Linked DNA regions of Hordeum vulgare: region 2 is linked to region 1. The links are chromatin contacts, called in public Hi-C maps. All regions are on one chromosome and are shown on one strand. Each heading gives the region's core, a stretch centred on a gene start, on an enhancer-like site or on the middle of the called end of the contact. The rest is flanking DNA. Distances are from core to core; before and after follow the strand shown. Region 1 holds the start of LOC123447873. Region 2 holds the start of LOC123447875 (mRNA-capping enzyme-like).

Region 1 (7,173 bases), core at 2,176-4,675:
GAACTAACATCCTAGACTCCCGAAAAAAGAAAAAAAATAACATCCTAGGCGGTACGAACTGTACTCCTATAGTTTGACGGCTCATGCTACAGGCAACCAACGTAGATTCGTCTTCCGGAAAAAAATTAGACCACCGGGTCTTGTTTTCATCTTTTTATTCAAATCTTTTCTCCTATGCATTCTTTTCTGAATTTTGCATTAATTTTTTCTTTTACGATGAAAATAGAGTTTAATTCCAAATTGATAGAGTTACAGTCGAGAGGCAAAAGATCATCGATACATGATGATCCTAAATGCATCCACACAGCCATGGCATATTCTACGCGACTATAATTTGTCAAACGGTCGGCAACTTTATTATGAATTTCGCATTACTTGATAACGACTGATCATTCATCTATCACCGGAGACATACCCATATCCAAATTGTTGGTTCTTACGGCCATTTGGTTAACGAGCTTGCCAAGTGGCGCACCATCAACTCGGTTTCTAGCTTTATTAACCGAATTTAAAAATTAACCGAGTGGTAGAAACCGAAAATTCGGTTTATACCGAATGCCCACCCCTAGCCTGTGTGACCACCATATTCTAGCCAAAACACCCAAGCCTCATCAACATCTCCGAACCTCATAGCAACTTGGGGTGTCCTCTTGTCAACTTATGCCATCGCATAACAATTACACAAATGCATAACACTCAAATTCTGCAACAATTCGAAACAACATGTATATTTCAACATGAGCGGTTGAAATCGACCCACGCTGTGTTTGACAACAAAGTAAGGTAGAAACTTATAATATTGAAAACTGCAATATTTTTGTCTATAGGTACTAGATACCATAGTTTTGACATATCAAAGTATTTGTAGTATTGGGAATATTGTGACAGTGTTTGGCCAGTGCATGTTTACAACGACCTATCTAGCAGTTAATAACAGTCGCAAATAGGCATGATTGTAGCTGACCAGTGGTTGCAAACCGAACGACCATACACAAAACAATTAGACAGACCCGACGGCATGCTATACATCAGCTGCGGCGAGAGCACATCGGCACGACATGGTAGCGCGCTACGTCGCTCTGGCGATCGCACACAATGGACTACGCAAGGTCAGCTGGCAGTGTGTTGGGAGTTAATCTGACGAAGAAAGTAGCATTGCAGCCAGCAGCGTGCGCGACCATGGGATGAGCAATCTGGGCATGTGGTGGTCAGGGACGGCGTGATACACTCATGCACAATGCATACAATGAGAGGAGGAGCGCAAGTGTGAGTAGGAAGGGCATCATTTTTCTTCCCATTGCCTTCTCTCGATGATCTTCAAGGCGGCCGCGCCGGCTTGGGAGAGAGAACGGCGATAACGAACAATCTCATTTTCTTCGCGCGCTCTGATTTTAAAAAAGAAGTTTGGGTTTTTTTAATGCAAAGAAAATGCCACGAGGATGAACGTAGCAAGCCACGAGGTGCAAAATGAAAAGAAAAGCTGGCCAGGAGGGCAAGTAGGGAGAGGGGGGGATAAAGACAGCACGACAGCAGCAGATGGTGTTGTGGTCGCAGCTGGATCCTGAGCTGTCCGGCCGGTGGCATGAGTTGTTTTCTGTTTTCTGTTTGCCCCCACTACCCAATATGGGCTGCACTTAAACAACAATGCCGTGTTCCTCCTGCCACATGCACCAGCTCCACCGCTAGGTCATGCACATCATTTCTTTCTGTTTTCTTGCTCTTTTCTTGGGTCGAATGTCTCCTGCCTATGTTGTGTATATGGTTCAATTGTGTCCTGCTGGCAAATGCATCATTCTTTTGGTTCAAAGAAACATGTAAGAGCAACTCCAACCGGTCGATCCAAACGGACGACGATTTTGTTCGCTTTTTGTTCGTTTTAGTCGGTTGTCCGCATTTTTTTTTATTGACCGCGTGTTCAACACTAGCGATCCATTTATGCCCGTACATCAGATAAAACAGGTCAGCATGCTAACGTTCAATAGTTCATGTTGGTACACTTGTCAGCGGCCGACACACATGCCAGCATGCCAAATTCGACCACGCTATATCGACCCGTGGTCATGCAAGCACACTTGCCGGCATACAAAAAAGGTTCCGTTGATCTCCGTCGCAGATCACAGCTGGTCGAACTTGAACATTTTGGCTTGCATCTTCTCGAACCATAGCCTCTTTCTCGGCGACACGGTGTTCAGATCAACCTTCATAATCTCCGCGCCCGTCTTCATGTTTGCGAGGGCCACTTCTTTCGCATTGGTCCTGGCAATGGTGGCCTCGATCTCGAACATCTTGGCTTGCTTCGCCTCCTCCAACTCAAGCATCTTGGCTTGCCTCTCCGCGTCCATCTCGAACCTCCTTCTTTGGATTTTCATGAAGGCGTGCATTTGGTCTTCCTTTTCTTGCCGACTCTTCTCCTCCCGCAAGTCCTTCTTGCTTATCATGCCCTCCATTTTTTCAAGCAAGGCGATCGACGCCGCGTTCCACCTGTCCCCCTTCTTTGAGTTGGTCTTCCCCCGCGGTCGGGTCTTCTCGCCGTCACCATGGTCATGCACAACTTATTCCCCCCCCCCCACGCGCCAAGAGGGCGGTGGCGACGGACATGGGCATTGAGGCGATGGCGGCGATGACCTCGAAGTCGTCGTCCATGGCGGTGGGAGCTGGCGCAGGAGCGAGCGGAAGAGTTTGGGGAAAATGGAGGGAAAAAGTGGCCGCTTTGTCGCCGACTTGCAGGCCAGGGAGGGAAGTAGGCGCGCGCCGCGTGCGTCCGTTTCATGTCCGCGCCGACGTAAATCAGGCTCAAAATTTGGACTGGAAATGGGTCGATAGGCGAACAAAAAGCGGACGCGCGTCCGTTTGGGTCGACGCGTTGGATCAAGTTTTTGTCCGCACGAATCCAAACGAACGGCGACAGACGAAATGGATCACTCCGTTGGAGTTGCTCTAACACCACCACAATATCCATGTAATATCAAGGGTATCATCGATCACCTAGAGACTATAAACACCGAAACAAGCCCAAACAATCATAAAACCTTGTTCAAGTTTCTCCAAAATTATGCTCTCCTTTGCACAAAGTGGGTCACATGGATAATACGCACATAATATATACTCTCTTCGTCACAAAATTATTGTCTTAGATTTGTTTAGAAATGGATGTATAAAACCTACGACAAGAATTTTGAAACGGAGAGAGTAATAATCAAAAATTGACATAGGCACGCCTTGGGTACGCACAGCATTTACATCTCTCGCCACTAGTAGTACCGGCCACCTGCTTCGCCGCATCGAAGACAATAATTCTCACCAGATTTCTCGACACCGTTGGGCCTCTCAATCCGACGGCGGACGCTCATCAAAGTTTCTGCAAACCAATTTCTTTGTCGCTGCCGCAATATTAAAACACTAGCGAGAGAGACACTATTTAATTGATTTTTTCTCCCCTCAGTACTAGTATACAATTTCTCCATTCGTCTCCCACTCTCCCCCTCCCCTCCCCTCCCCTCCCTCGCCGGCCCCCTCCTCGCCGCAAGCTCTAATTCCCCGAAGATTAGCTCCAACAAATACGAGTAACTGTGGATTAGTGCGAGGATTTGGCTGCGGCAATTCTGGGGCGGGGCGGTTGGAAGAGTCGCGGCCGAATTGGTGAGTCTTTTTCGGGGTTTTTTGGTTGGTTCTTTCCGCGATTCTTGGTGCGTCCTCGCCCCTCTTCATCCGCCTCGATTTGCGCCGTGCTGTTTCGATGCGTGCTTGTTTCTGCTGCGTTCTCTTCGTCCAATTGACATCCTCCAGTTCGGTCCTCTATGCGGACCTCGGATCTTGACCGCTTCGTGGCACAATTGGACGCTTGCGGTTCGAAGCAAATTCGAATCTTTGACGCGAATTCGCCGTAGAAGAACGCAAGCAAAATTGTTTTGTCGTGCCGTTTGCTGAGATCTGTGGGTAGAGCTGTGAATTGGACCGCCTCGATTCGATGCAAGCTCGTGCTAGTTTAGTGTTAAATTTGCTCCAAATCTTGATTTATGTCACAGATGTGCTCTTTGTTGTGTGCAGTTTGGTCGGGCAGATGATGATGGCGAACGCGAAACTCCAGAAGCAGGCGCTGCTGCCGCCGCGTAGCCCGTTCCCGACCGCCGCGGCGCCGGCGCCGTCGCCGTACGCAGACCACGGCCCGATCGCCCGGCCACAGGGCGCCACGCACCACCGCTTTGGGCATGGCCACGGCCATGGGCACCACCAGCGCACGTCGTCTGAGAGCATCATTGAGGAGCAGCCGTCGTGGCTCGACGACCTGCTCGACGAGCCTGAGACTCCCGTTCGCCGCGCCGGGCACCGCAGGTCGTCGAGCGACTCTTTTGCACTGTTCGACGGAAGCGCTGCCTCGGGCGCATTTGCCAATGGTTTTGAGGAGATGGGGGGAGGAGGGCAGGCTGCGCCATGGGGTGGCGTGCAGGAGTACTATGCCAAGCCAAGCTCATACGGGAGACCGCAGGGCCGGCCGTGGGAGCAAGGCATGCCGAATTTGGCTGGTTACAGGCCAGGGCCGCCGGTGCCGGTGAGGGAGAAGTTGGGTGGGCATCACGGTTCACTGAGTGCGTCGAGGGATCATGAGCATGCCATGGACAAAAGAGCTCTTGATGAACTTGGGGCAGAGAGGAAGGATGGTGGGCTGCCAAAGTACGCACAGTCAGAGGCGGACACCAAGCGTGCTAAACAGTGAGTATACTTCTGCTGCATGATTGCATCCATGCTATCTATCCCAACACTTATCTGTGTTCTGAAATCTTACAGTTGAGAACCATTAATGACGAGAGCCGGGGAGTGCTATCTATTTACTTAATTTTGACCGCATACAGCAGGGTCAGCCCTTTGCTGTGGGTTAGCATATATTTTAAAATCAAATTATGGTTAGCTTAGATTTTAAATTCAGAATACACTCTTCTAGTTTCAACACGATAAAGCAAGCAATGTAGTCGTTTAATAATTCTTCTGTATAGCTGCGTGGCACATTTGATCATGGTCGCCAGTGGTGGAGCAAGGAACTAGAGTTAGAGGGCTGCCAAATGAATCAAACATTTTAACAATCTTAATGAGAGGGCCCAAAGTATGCAATACTAGAGAATTCCTTGGATTTTAAGGATTGCCAAGATGATAGGCATGCACTTAGGAAACATGAGGGCAGCCCTGGCCCATGTCATTCCCTCCCTCCACCACCGATGCGCACATCTGATAGGAATATAGGATAGTGCAAATATGTACTTATTTCACACATTAGATGTGGTCACATCTGAGAGAATGGATAGTGTCCTTTGGCAACATAAATGTAAAACAACATTTGGATGTTTTTCTTTCAAAATTGCAACTCAACTTTATGAGTCTTAAATCAGACATGCTCATATACTCCCTCCGTCCCTAAATATAAGTCTTTTTAGAGATTCCATTACAGACTACATACGGATGTATATAGACATACTTTAGAGTATTTATTCACTCATTTTGCTTCGTATGTAGTCCGTAGTGGAATCTTTAAAATGACTTATACTCCCTCCGTTCCTAAATATAAGTCTTTTAAGCGATTTCACTAGATGTCTACATACGGAGCAAAATGATTGAATGTACACTCTAAAGTATGTCTATATACATCCGTATGTAGTCCACTAGTAAAATATCTACAGAGACTTATATTTAGGAACGGAGGGAGTATTTAGGAACGGATGAAGTATAAATTGTAAAATCCTTAATGGACAATGGTACGGACATTGCAATTGCATAGCTACTTATATACTAGTTAGACTGGACTTAAAGCACTATGGTTTATCAGATTTTTTTATTTTAATTAGCGTACATATATATGTCAAGATTCCTAATCGGCAAGTTGTAATAGCATGGATTAACATTTCCATACTTTAATGCATCTGATTTTTTTAATCAACGTCGCTTGCAGGCAATATGCTCAAAGATCTCGTGTTCGAAAACTCCAGTATATTGCCGAGCTTGAGGGTAAAGTCCAATCATTACAGGTGAGCTCACCACAACAAAAGGTGGTTTCTGTTCCACAATTTAGTGTTGTATTTGACAAACAGAAAATATTCATGTCTGAATAATGCAGTCAGAAGGGATAGAAGTATCTGCTGAAATGGAGTTTCTTACTCAACAAAATATAATGTTAGACTTGGAAAACAAAGCCTTGAAGCAAAGGCTGGAGAGTATAGCTCAGGAGCAAGTAATTAAACGTGGTAAGTATGCCAACTTGTATTTTTGTTTTCTTATTTTGGAGTTCTGCTCCCCATCAAACAATATCTCTTTTGACAATTGCATTAAATTCCACTAAGAAATTATTCAAATGTAACTCTTCAGTGAACTTTAGAGATACCATTTCGATGTTCTATATTTCTATTCATACTTTGTAACAAGAAGTTGGGGCATTGTACTTTCTGTGACGTTAATGAGGATCAGAAACATGAGTTTCTTAAGTAAGATTGAGGGTCAACCAAGTAGTGGCTACATGCATCAACAAGTCTGTTTTCTATACGTCTTCTGGATAGGAAAAACATGAAAAAAGACAGACCCAATGCATAGAAGCTCCCACACAAGGTGGGGTCTGGGGAGGGATTATAGGAACCTAGTCTTACCCCTGCAAAGTGCAATGCAGAGAGGCTGGTTCGAACCCAGGACCGCTTGGCACAAGTGAGGAGAAACATGAAACTAGTGTTATATATAGATGGTCTTCTCAGTGAAAAGTCAAGTAGTGTGTACAGGCATAAATAAATAAGTTTAGAATCTTCTATACAATGTCTTCTGGACAGGAGAAATATGAACTACTGTTAAATATCGATGGTGCTCAAATTCTCGAGGGGTATCTTTACATTGTACTGTCTTGTCAGTAAAAAGTCTATGGTTGAACTTTAGGCTGAAGCGTCTTCATAAAAGTTTGATATCAAACAATCATGTTTTAAGTGAGCTCAAACGTCGGCTACTATTTGTTTTATCCTTCAAACACCTAATAAACCTTGAAGTTTACAAGGCATAAAACGAAATTACTTACCACTTATCCAAGCTAAGGCTGCAGCATAGCCTTGGTACACACGGATGGGACCTTAGCCAAGCTTTGTAGAGGATACAAATAGTCCATAGTTCTTTGATAATTTCTTGAAGATATCATGTGTCATGGACAAGACT
Region 2 (7,173 bases), core at 2,020-4,519, 560 kb before region 1:
ACAAGATGCCAGAAGAATGGAGACGGAGTATATTAGTACCAATCTTCAAGAACAAGAGGGATGTTCAGAGTTGTACTAATTACCGTGGAATTAAACTGATGAGCCATACAATGAAGCTATGGGAGAGAGTCATTGAGCACCGCTTAAGAAGAATGACAAGTGTGACCAAAAATCAGTTTGATTTCATGCGTGGGAGGTCGACCATGGAAGCCATTTTCTTGGTACGACAACTTATGGAGAGATATAGGGAGCAAAAGAAGGACCTGCATATGGTGTTCATTGACTTGTAGAAGGCCTATGGCAAGATACCACGGAATGTTATGTGGTGGGCCTTGGAGAAACACAAAGTCCCAGGAAAGTACATTACCCTCATCAAGGACATGTACGATAATGTTGTGACAAGTGTTCGAACAAGTGATGGCGACACTGATGACTTCCCGATTAAGATAGGACTGCATCAGGGGTCAGCTTTGAGCCCTTGTCTTTTTGCCTTGGTGATGGATGAGGTCACAAGGAATATACAAGGAGATATCCCATGGTGTATGCTCTTTGCGGACGATGTGGTGCTAGTCGATGATAGTCGAACGGGGGTCAACGGCAAGTTGGAGTTATGGAGGCAAACCTTGGAATCGAAAGGTTTTAGACTTAGTAGGACTAAAACCGAGTACATGAGTTGCGCTTTCAGTACTACAATGCACGAGGAGGAGGAGGAGGAGGTTGGCCTTGATGGTCAGGTGATGCCTCAGAAGGACACCTTTCGATATTTGGGGTCAATGTTGCAGAAGGATGGGGATATCGATGAAGATGTGAACCATCAAATTAAAGTCAAATGGATGAAGTGGCCCCAAGCTTCTGGCATTCTCTCTGACAAGAGGGTGCAACAAAAGCTAAAAGGCAAGTTCCATAGGACGACGGTTCGACCCGCAATGTTATATGGCGCTGAGTGTTGCCGACTAAAAGGCGACGTGTGCAACAGTTAGGTGTGATGGAGATGTGCATGTTGAGATGGATGTGCGGCCACACAAGGAAGGACCGAATCCGGAATGATAATATACGAGATGAGTTGGGGTAGCGCCAATTGAAGAGAAGCTTGTCCAACATCGTCTGAGATGGTTTGGGCATATTCAGCGCAGGCCTTCAGAAGCCCCAGTGCATAGTGGACGGCTAAAGCATGCGGATAATGTCAAAAGTGGTCGGGGTAGACCGAACTTGACATGGGAAGAGTTTGTAAAAAGATATCCGAAGGATTGGAGCACCACCAAAGAACTAGCCATGGACAGGGGTGCATGAAAGCTTGTTATCCATGTGCCAGAACCATGAGTTGGTCGCGAGATCTTATGGGTTTCACCTCTAGCCTTGTTGTTGTTGTTGTTGTTGTAACAACAATTAACCTGACTAGTTGTACCATAAATATAGGTTTCAATTATTACAATATGAAACCTTGATCTTCTTTCTGGCTTATTGGTTCATTTGGTATTTTTGCTTGCTTATTTTGAATGCTTAATGTTTTCCGAATTTGAATACCATTTATTTTTTTCTTAGAACTTGAATGTGACAAATATTTCATGGCCCATTCATCACTCTCACCTACCCTTAGACAGCCTGTGCCAAAAGCACACCTCTCGTACTTCTCCCCCTCCTTCCCTTGTCCTCTTGACATTGGCTGATGGGCCAAATATCTCCCTTAAGTCTAACCTCTCTCATTTCAGAATTCTGATTTAAGGAGCTCAGAAATGCTGACAATCTTAAAGTTGGTCAAAAATCCTAAACAGAACTCATCATCGCATTTTGTAAGGCATGAAAAAACTTCTAACCTTTCCTATATTGTTAGACAGGATTTGCCTCTGGTACTCAGTGTGGGTGTGTTTTTTTACACATGACAGGGCAAGCAACTTATCGACAATGTTCTAATTTCTGATCGCTAATCATAGTAGCGCTAGAGAAGCCTGCATGCTGAAGGGCCAGATTACAGAGGAGCACAAACCGCGTGCAGGAGGCGTGCAGTGAGGCTACGATTCAGCTATTGGCAGAGGATGTGATCTCCCAATTATGAAGGAAATTAGTGATGGCATGTTGGTCCAGCGAGCGAGGGATTAGTAGGTCTTTTATGGCGTTAATTACCGCCCAGAAGAGAATAACGGCTAATAAAAAGAGACAGGAATACCATTGAATGAAAGGCGTTGGCTACTTATTAGATCGGAGTCTCCGCAGAAAATAGAGGAAACAAACTATTAAAGATGGCCACTATTCGTTAGGAGTGAAGATGAATTAATCTATCAGGTTAGCATTGTATCACACATTTAAGAAGCAGAATTAATCCAATACCAAGTTTTCGGATGTGAACACGCACAGTAAAAAGGACAGTCCCAGCGCACAGTACTAAGAAGAAGAAAATTCATCACCACAGAAATATAGAAGGGACTTGTAATGCATGCACGAACAAGCGATATGCATAGACAAGAAAAGAAGACAATCCAGGTCAAAACAGAGCATGCTGATGCTCGCAGCAACAGTGCATACCAGCGAATTACTCCGACCCCTCTCTCACATCTTCTACCATCAAATCGAAACAACCATCAAATCAAACACCCAAAAGTTTGCCACAATCCAGTGTTTCTCGACGCCATTGCTCCTTCCAGGCAATATAATGTTCTCGAATTGGGAAGCTAGCTGGGCTTCATGGTTACAGGTGGCGAACACGCATGAGAAAACACAAGAACAAAACCACACCGTTCCGAACCCACCGTCCAGGCCCCACACCCTCCCCGTGCGAGGCGGCAGCGAGTGCACGGCTAGCCTATAGGGTTCGCGGCTCGCGAGGCCTGGCCGAATCAGCAAATTGCCCGCGCCCCGCGCACGGAGCAACCGACCGCGGGCAAAGCTAACCACCGCACCGCGAGCTAACCATGGAGGCGCACCGCGCCGAGCGAACGGGGGCCCAGGGGAGGGGAGAAATGAGCTAAGCGTACCTCACGCGCGACGGCTGAGGCGGGGGCCGAGACGCCGAGCGTCCCGCCGGGCAGAGCAGCGGAGGGCGGTGCCCGCACCGGCGAGCACCGCGGGGCGGAAGAGAAGGGGGGGATTGGGGGAAGGGTTTAGGGGAGAGCAAAGGATCTGCGGGTTAGGGTTTGGGTTTGGGAGCAGCCATGCGAAGAGGGGCCCCAAACCGGTTCGAACCGAGTCGAGAGGAAGGGGAACGCGGCGGTGAGTTGCGGCCGAGGCGAGGCGTGCGGGGGACCTTTATCAGCGTGGGCTCGGCGTACCACATATGCTCGCGTGCACGCGGCCACCCGGGCGCTTTGCACTGGTAGAGCCGTGTGGCGCACGGCGGGCCTTTCCGCGCCGCTGCTCACAAGCGGTGTACAGCCAAGCCACTGAACTGGAGACTATGGAGCGAGACTTTGCCTGTATTACTTTTACTACATGACCCCTCGAAGAAACTTTAGTTCTTCCATTGACCCCTCGAAGAAACTATGTCGGCACTTGTCCCGCATTCGTGCTTAACAATCAAGCGTCTTAACTTACTTGTGAAGCCGTCTTATCTAAATGACCGTTCGATCGGTTCCAGTCCACGGCCGTCGATGACGTCGTCAATGTGCACCTCTCTGTCCAGCATGACGGAAAGGCGCGAAATCCATGTTTTTTTTTTTGGAAAACGAGGTTCAAACCACCGGCCTCTGCATACAACCATCTTTATTAATTATTTAATAACATCTATATACCTAATAATAAAGCGGCTATTGCTTTTGTCGGAAAACCCACCACAATATTTTTATAAAAAAAACCTGTAATTTTTGTTATTCAACCCGCGCTCCATCATTTATCTGCAACGCAAAAGGAAAAAACGATTCGCTGCAAAAATTATACATGTACGCATCGCCTCCTCCCGTCGACCTTGGGCCACCTTGGCCTGTGCCCAGCCCGCTGCCACACCACTCGCCGCCGCGACCGACCTCAATCACCACTGCTGCCGATCTCAACCCACCCGCCTCCACGGTCGTACCTCTGCCTGCTTGCTGCCCCCGTTTCGGCGCTCGAGCACAGCTTCTGGATCAAATCAACGCGATAGCTACAGCGACTTGGGATGATGCGTCCGCTCGATGCAGAACGGCGGTGGCGCGCGGATAAGGCACGACGGAGCGAAGTACTTGCAGGTGGAGGCGGGCCTCCATGGCTCACACGGGAAACTCCGAGGTTATAGCGCGGCAACGACGACTCCTTATGGCCAGATAGAGGCGCCTAACTCTTGGTCCCCTCAATGTATCCCCTCCTTCGGCAGGAACTCATCATCTGGTGAGATCCCCTCCCCATGCCTCCAACCGTGTGCCAAGCACCGACAAGAAAATTTGTTTTCTGGGAATTTGTTTGCTGATGAATGAATGTATTTAATGTAAGATTGCATTGTTGTAGAGAGAGAGAATGGAACACCACCTTCAGTTTGTCATCTGATCCCACATTCTCTACCCCATGAGTGAAATAAGATAACAGTACATTGATCAATTCAGGTAGCCTCTTTGTTTTGCTTTGTTTGTCCCGCTCAATTTCTCATCATGATGGAATTAACAATGAACGGGTTGATTTTCCAACAAAATAGGATAGGACTTACTACATTAGTTAGTTAGCTTATTATTTTAATAAATCAAAATGATTATAAAAATCAAAAGCGTGTGATATTTTTTCTTCCGTTGCAACGCACGGGCCTTTTGCTAGTATGTCTAACAAAAACATACATCAAACCATACGAAGCCACCACTCACACCTACAAAATTTGATAATGTAGAGTGCTCTCACTCCCCATATCTAAGACTGGTGCCGTCACCGATCCATTCACATAGCGTATCGGAACCCACAACCGGTGCAGCAGACCTAAAGCGTACACCACATGCACAAGTTTTAGACGCCACCATCATCATCAGGCCGCTGACCCATCTTCAGGAGAGAGATCTGTATCATCCTCGTTAGTCCGTCCATCCGTCGACGCCACCACGGCTCGTCAGTCCAGACGCGAAGATTCTGAAAGATCTGTCGTGCGTAGCACCTGCCGGCCAGGCACGACACAGCGTAGCACCTGTCGGTCAGGCATGACTTGACATCTCCACCGAAAGCTCCGTGCAAGATGATCGACGCCACCACGGCGCCAAACAGCGCCACCGCCCTGCGCTCATTCGTCCAGACACGAAGATTCTGGAAGAACTATCGTGCGTAGCACCTACCAACCAGGCATGACTCAGCGTAGCACCTGTCGGACAGGCATGACTTGACAGTTCCGCCAAATCTTCGGGCCAGACGAAGTCGCTCCATCTCCTGCCTCTGTCAACCAGCGTTGCTCCACAAACGATGCTCCCAAGAGAGAAAGGGCATCGCAGTACCGCAATCATCCGATCTGGAAAGACAGATCTTAGGGTTTCCCCCGAAGCAGTGCCCACCACCAACAACCGTCCACGACCCACATAGTGCCCACCACCACTCAGCCCTCAAGGCGACGCCTTCGGGAAGGTCACGACGTCAAGGACGCCGCCGCCGCCCACCGGAGTTAGGGTTTTCACCCGAGAGGCAATTAGGTAGGAAGTGGAGGAGCAGACGTAGACCGACGTCTCGAGGAAGAACAACGGCGCCCTTGAGCGTCGTCGTCGGCGCGGCCGGCCAGGGCCGACCAATGGGTTTCCCCTTATCTGAATCTCCTCCACCAGCTTCATCCGCGGCCACGCCAACAACGCCAGGAAACCGCAGGAGAGAAGCACACCGCGGGTATCTGGACCAATGAAGATCCAATCTGAACAGTGACGAGTACCACCACCCTACGCTGGCCGATAGCGTCGGGACGCCGGATCCAGGAGGATCTGACCCGAACTCGACGACGCACTCCCGCAGCTGCCACACCGCGCCGCAAGAACGAAACCCAACCTTCGACGCGCTTCGCACGCTGCCGCTAGGATCCACATGCCGCGCCGCCGCACCGCGCGCTAGTCCGACGCCTCCTCACGAACGGTCGTCCCGCGCCAGCCATGTCGCGTGAAGGGGAGAGGATCCCCGCCGCCGCCCCTGTCGGCCAGGCTTCGCCCAGCGGTGCTGCTGGCGGCGGCGAGGATGAAGGAGGAGCGAGGGAGGACCGGTGATGGCAGCTAGGGCTACCCCCTGGTCGCCCACGGGGGCCACGGGAGGGGGTCGAGGGCGACGGGAGGCAGCGAAATCCATGTATATTGTTTTGATAAATTTTAAAGATACTCATGTTATCGTTTAATTAGGTCGATCATATAGATTATGAATAAAGGTGTTCTGTCCTCATCTTTAAAAATGTTTGTGGCTTTCTTTATATTCCCTCCGTTTTTAAATATATTTTAAAAAAATACTGAAAATGCATACAGAGCAAAATGAATGAACCTATACTCTAAAATATATTTATATACATATCTATGTAGTCTGTTAGTGAAACCTTTTAAAATATTTATATTTAAAAACAAATAAAGTATTAATTTTATGATTGCTAAAAAACATATACACAAACATATTGATCCCCTTGTGGTAGGCTTTCAAGTTGCGTCTAAGGAGCTATGAAAAAAAAAATGCGTCTAAGGAGGTCCATCTATTACCACACTCGGAGGTTGCGTATTACTTTGACCTTCTGTAGTTGGTCTATATGGCGTATCCTATGACCCTTCAAATTGTCAAACACCCGAGGGTTGCATCAAGGTACCGGCCTCCGGGCGGCTTCATACAACAAATCGATCTCCTGATCTCCCTTTTTCTGTATCGCTAAAATGAGTTCAAACAAAGATGAATACTTTGCCCAAGAGTGTTATCATGTTGACAACAAGTCAACCTCGTATCTAAAACCTAAGGAACAATATTTTTGGTTTGGCCTATAAGAGGAAATCTCAAGGCAATTGGACTTTGCAAGATACGTAAAAAGGAGTGAAATCATATCATCACAAAATACATAATGTGTTCACGCTCAACAAATCTGAGCTCCTAAGAAGTTAATGACCTTGCTCGATGACATCCTCCAGGTCACAAGCACTAGCTACATACTTAGTGTCCTCCTTGACCTCGTGGAGAAACGCCATGGGCTCTTTGCCTACCGGGTTTGACATTACAAGTCCATGCAGGTTGACTCTAGGATAATATGCTCGGGCCAGTGCAAGTGTCATTCGAGCTCCTTCAAAGGTGGCTAAA

Evidence for each region. Hi-C and Micro-C count contacts between places; a contact is called where the count stands out from the background.
Region 2: a contact with region 1 is called in a Hi-C map of seedling, with 5 times the contacts expected there. The contact joins the promoter of LOC123447875 here to the promoter of LOC123447873 in region 1. A contact is called at or near these places in 4 of 6 Hi-C or Micro-C datasets (leaf and seedling) and 1 of 1 datasets of contacts at active chromatin or transcription factors (embryo).

The regions. Positions count from the first base shown.
Region 1 is chr4H:59,384,854-59,392,026 of MorexV3_pseudomolecules_assembly, reverse strand. It overlaps LOC123447873, which reads left to right and starts at 3,425. Exons shown (of 5, transcript XM_045124580.1): 1 at 3,425-3,639; 2 at 4,048-4,710; 3 at 5,939-6,014; 4 at 6,104-6,230. The coding sequence starts at 4,061.
Region 2 is chr4H:59,944,958-59,952,130 of MorexV3_pseudomolecules_assembly, reverse strand. LOC123447875 (mRNA-capping enzyme-like) reads right to left here and starts at 3,269. Exons shown (of 18, transcript XM_045124582.1): 1 at 2,970-3,269.